Linked DNA regions of Hordeum vulgare: region 1 is linked to region 2. The links are chromatin contacts, called in public Hi-C maps. All regions are on one chromosome and are shown on one strand. Each heading gives the region's core, a stretch centred on a gene start, on an enhancer-like site or on the middle of the called end of the contact. The rest is flanking DNA. Distances are from core to core; before and after follow the strand shown. Region 1 holds the start of LOC123445353 (autophagy-related protein 18a). Region 2 holds the start of LOC123440786 (laccase-19).

Evidence for each region. Hi-C and Micro-C count contacts between places; a contact is called where the count stands out from the background.
Region 1: a contact with region 2 is called in a Hi-C map of leaf, with 2.1 times the contacts expected there. The contact joins the promoter of LOC123445353 here to the promoter of LOC123440786 in region 2. A contact is called at or near these places in 2 of 6 Hi-C or Micro-C datasets (leaf and seedling).

Annotation. Positions count from the first base shown.
Region 1 is chr3H:583,766,515-583,769,214 of MorexV3_pseudomolecules_assembly, forward strand. It overlaps LOC123445353 (autophagy-related protein 18a), which reads right to left and starts at 1,342. Exons shown (of 4, transcript XM_045122322.1): 1 at 232-1,342. The coding sequence starts at 1,260.
Region 2 is chr3H:583,486,043-583,488,742 of MorexV3_pseudomolecules_assembly, forward strand. LOC123440786 (laccase-19) reads left to right here and starts at 1,434. Exons shown (of 2, transcript XM_045117333.1): 1 at 1,434-1,608; 2 at 1,935-2,700. The coding sequence starts at 1,504.

The DNA.
Region 1 (2,700 bases), core at 92-2,591, 280 kb after region 2:
GTACTGCTGGCATCAGTGGAGGGCCAAGTCTTTTTTTAGCATAGTTGGCGCATGCTAGCACAATTCAACAGACTAGTCCTACAGCTATTGAAAGTATCATCTAGAAGTTTCTCAAGTAAGAGGGTGTACTCATTTTCAGTTAACCTAGCATAGCATCTGATTGCATGAGTCAAATATGATACTCCCCATCATTTATCATTTATCAACAGAATGTACGTTGAGAAAACTTACTTCCTGGAGAAGATTGCCCTCAGCGGCATTGAAGATCCTTACAAGTGTCCCCTTAGTGCTTGCGGTGGCAATGAGTCTCCCATCCTGCGACAATGCGAAGCAGGCGACACGGGAGGCGTGCGCATTGATAAACTTGGTCTTCCTAGCACCATAGTGCTCGACCCTGATTTGCCCCTTCTGTGCGCCCGGGCAAACCAGCACAATAGACCCGGGCTGCTGTGACACCGAGCACAAGCCCTTGGGGTTGGGCGCCGTCTCAATCTGGTGCACGAGCTTGAGGTCGGCAAAGTTGTAGACAAATATCTTGTTCTCCAGCACGACGACAATGCGGTCGCGGCGGAGGCGGACGCCGCGGACGGGGGACTTGAAGGAGAGCTCCCCGATGCAGCGGCTCTGGTGGTCGTCCCAGATCATGACCTTGTTGGGCGGGTAGTGCGGGGCGTCGCCGCCGCCGACGAGCGCCAGTATGTTGCAGCGGAAGAGCATCTCGACGACGCCGATGCCGCCCCCGCCCCCGCCGACGCCCGCGACGGGGGGCTGATGGAGGGCCTGGTCGTTGTCGGGCGCGGCTGGGGAGGGGCCGAGGTCGCGGCGGAAGATCTCGCGGAAGGGGTCGCAGTTGTAGATGCGGAAGCCGGTCTTGGTCCCCGCCGCGAAGCAGCCGTAGTCCTGGTTGTAGGAGATGTGGAGCAGGTCCGTGGCCGCCGGGAACGGCCTCTCCGTCTTGCCCCCCGCGGACGCGTCAGGGGCGGAGGAGACGGAGGAGGAGTCGTCGGCGTCGGCGTCCTCCTCGGCGCCGGACGGGGTGGGCTCGATCGCGTCGGTGGGGAGGAGCGGGGGCGGCTCGGGGCCCTCGTCCTGCTCGGGCTCGGGCTCCTCGGCGTCCTGCGCGTCCGGATCCTGCGCGGCGGCCGCCGCCGGCTCCCGCACCTTGGGCTTCCACACCTTGGTCTCCCGCCGCTGCTTGGGCTCGGGCGGCGGCGCGTCGTCGAGGAGCGGGCTAGGGTTTGGTAGGGCCGGCGTCGCCATGGGAGAGGAGAGGGGCGGGGAGGATTGGAGGGGAGGGGGACAGGGTCTGGGGATGGGGAGAGGAGAGTCGGGGCTGCACGATAGCTCTACCTCGCCTGGTCCGGTCCGGACTCCGGAGTAGGACGGAGTCGCTTTTCTCGCTGGGAAGTGGGGCCCGCTGCGCCATCTGGGCCGGGCCTGGGCGCCCGACGGAGTAGTAGCTTGCGCAGTGACGGTACCGGCGGAAGGGATGGCGTGGTGGGGGAGGCAAGGCAGCGCGTACCTTTCGTGCCGTCCGGGCCATAGTGTCTCGCACGTACTACTTCATAGTGGGTTTTTTTTTTCTTTCCTTTTTTGAACCTTACTCGGCAGCGTTGGCCACGCGTATCCCAGTTGTATAATGCATTATTTGAAACGTGACAGATGAGTATCTACGAACGTTTGAGGGATCGGATTTATCAAGTCCAGGTATAGATGCTCTTAGAGTATCTATAGTACAACAAGACTTGTTAGATCCGACCCTTCAAACGGACGCGGACTCAAATCGCGTCGTTTACATCCATGTAACTTATATTCGATCTTCTGAATCTATGCTAAACCATGCAATGCCCAAAACTACGTAAATTATTAAAATGACATAAGAACAAACATACAAATGCACACTTCGTTCATCGAAAGATCGCCAACATCGAAGGAGGAGAACAAGGAGTGGAAGATGAGCCCTTTGAGCAATCGAATGGTCTTGTCCTGCTGCCCCTTGAGCTTCGCCAGCTAAGCCGCCTCTGTCGCTTTCTCCTTGACCTCGCGCTCAGACTCTCAATGCAAGCTGAAGCGCCTTCACATTCTCCCGACGGAGCCGTCGAGCGTCTACCTCCGTCGTTGTAAGCAAACGGCGGTAGACCTAAGCAAGGAGCCGCTCATCCTCGTCGAGCTTCGTCGAAACTCGTGGCAGCGACACACATATTTCTTCGCCGCGTCCCGCTCCCTTACCCGTTGCCTCTAGCGGCGGGTTGCGCACTCCCCTGATTCCAGCGAGCGCGTCCGGGCTGGCTGGGCGGACACAAACACCCACTGCTGCCCCACGAGGGGGAGCAGTAACCGGCGGTGGTAAGGGACAACATGTGGAGGCGGGATTGCGTAGTCCTCGCGGAGCTGCGCGCGGGCTGGGAAGGCTTGGTATCCTCGCTTCGCTAGCGAGGGAGAGGCGAGACGACAGATCTAAAATTGTCCCTCATGTCCACATTGAACCTCTCAAGGGCAATGCGGGGGGCCAGCTCATCGTCGGCATCGAGGTTGGAGTCAGAGCGGCTGCCGGAGCTCGACATGGTTGCGAGAGTCGTTAGAATGGATTGGAGATATCGGAGAAGGAGAAGAATAGGTGGAGCAAGAGCGGAGTGAGGTAGCGTTTCCGGATTTGGGAATATTTGTAGGGATGTTGTGGGCTTGGGGTGGATCGGGCTA
Region 2 (2,700 bases), core at 184-2,683:
CGCCTAAGCCCGGGCACCGTCGGTGATGGGGACGGCGGGGTCTAGGTTGCAGCCCCACGGTCTGGAGGGACCGACGGTGCGAGATCGCCCTTCGGTCTTCGCCTTTCTCGGCGGTACGGTGCTGCTCCGGCGGCTTTGTGGGGAGGGCAGATCAGGAGGAGATGTGTCCATGGTTGACTGGTCGGCGGCGCCTCCGGTCAGATCTGATATTATGTTGATGGATCAGCGAAAGCATCGGTTTTAGACATGAGGAGTGAGAGCACTCCATATTATCCAGTTTTATAGGTGTGAGAGGTGGATTCCGGTGGCTTGATGTATGTTCCTGTTAGAACAATGTTGAATAATAAATAAAGATGGTTGTATGCATCGATTGATGCAGAGGTCGGGGATTTTAACCTCATTTTCCAAAAAAATCTAAGACCTATATCATTAATCTTGCACGAAGATTTGTATTGGTGTTTTCTTTTCATGTTTGATTCAATCATTTAGATATGTAAGAACTATGTTACATTTAGATGGGCCCTAGACACACTTATTTATATACTAGATACTGTAGCTGTTGGTAGTTTTTTTTTAACAAGTTTGATCAAACTTTGCACTATTTGACCTGAGATAGAAGTTATACAGGGAAAGTGATGTTCTACACGCGAGCTCAAATGAGCTTGGATGAACAGTAAATTCAGAAAATATTTGAAAAATGTTTAGAAAAGACTGATTTTTTTTACAGAAAATTTTGAGAAATGTTTTAATAGCTTGCAAAATTTTAATTTAAAATCATATTTTTTAAAGTGGTGGCAAAAAACAAGTGCTCCAAAATGCTTTTGAAAGTAGCATTTTTAGAGTTTTGATTTTATTTTTTTATCACAACTTTCAAAAATGTGATTTCATGATGAAATTTTACGAGCACTTAAAACATTTGTCAAACTTTGTTAAAAGAAAATTAGGTTTTTTAAAAACTTTTTAAAAATATTATGTCGAATTTACTGTTCACCTGACCTCATTTGAGCTCGGATGCAAAGATAGAACGGGATTTGATGTCGTGAACGTCTTTTGAACCCGCGATAACTCAGTGCGCACTGCACTTTCTCACGCCGGCTCGTCGCCTAGGCTCTAGCTAGCTTAGTTACATAGCCGCGATTGACTTGTCATTCTCTGGATTATCAAGTACTTGTAGTAAACTAACTAACTAACTGCTCATGGCGAAATGTTAGGTGGCCACTTCAATGATGCTAATCTGTAACCTCCCTTCACATCACGGTCTTCCTATGAAGCCTCTCCTCTAGCTGGTGCCACGATCCATGATATCAACATGGTATTTCATGTCGCTTGGTTTGATTAGCCTGGTCAAGTCAACGATTGCAAACGGCCGTAGGATTCCGGCGCCTTGTCCCTCGAGTGTATAAATAGGCCACAACACAGGCTTAGCAAACCACCCTTCCATTGAGCAGCGAGTTAACTACCCATCGAGAGTGGCATAGCACTGCGTTTGCAGAGCAAGAAAGCATGGAGAAGCTCTCCATGGCGGCAGCCCTGTTCTGCGCCTTGGTCCTTGCGGCTCTGGCAGCGGCGGCCGGCGGCGAGGCGGCCGTCGTGGAACACACCTTTGTGGTGAGTATACAATACCTATCTATCTATCTATCTATCTATTTCATCAAGGCATGTTCTTGATCGACAACTTCTCGGTAGGTTTACTATCGATTTATCCAAGTCGTGACGATAGTAAACTTGCTTGTGTGGTTTTTTTTTTACCAACTGTCACTAGCTATCAAGTTTCTTGATTAGTTAACTGTTGACTAATCACTTACGTATACTGTATTTGACTACCGTATATATATCTATAGCCTGTTGATTATTTTATATAGGAGTGGTTAAGTGTTGAGTAATCAGTTGGCGTATGTTTGACTAATATATATATATGCATTAATGGTTTTCAGGTGCACGAGATGAACCAGACGCACCTGTGCAACACGACCAAGATTTACGTGGTGAACGGGCAGCTCCCTGGCCCGACCATCGACGTGACCGACGGCGACACGGTTGTGGTCCACGTCGTCAACCGTCTCCCTCATGGTCTCACCATCCACTGGCACGGCGTCCGGCAAATCATGAGCTGCTGGTCCGATGGCGCCGGCTTCGTCACCGAATGCCCCATCCCTCCCGGCGGCGAGCACGTCTACCGCTTCAACGTCACCGGCCAGGTCGGCACGCTGTGGTGGCACGCCCACGTCACCTGCCTCCGCGCCACCGTTGCCGGCGCCTTCATCATCCGCCCCAAGGCCGGCAAGTACCCGTTCCCGACGCCCGCCAAGGACGTGCCCATCATCATCGGCGAGTGGTGGGAGCTCGACCTCGTCGAGCTCGACCGGAGGATGCATGACGGCAACTTCGACGACAACCCGCTGTCGGCCACCATCAACGGTAAGCTCGGCGACCTCAGCAACTGCTCCGGCAAGCCGGAGGAGAGCTTCGTCCTGGACGTGGTGCGCGGGGAGACATACCTGCTGCGGATCGTCAACACGGCGCTCTTCTCCGAGTACTACTTCAAGGTCGCAGGCCACACGTTCACGGTGGTGGGCGCCGACGGCTACTACCTGACGCCGTACAAGACGGACATGGTGTCCGTCGCCCCAGGGGAGGCCATCGACGTGCTCATGGCAGCTGACGCCCCGCCGGCGCACTACCACATGGTGGCGCTCGCAA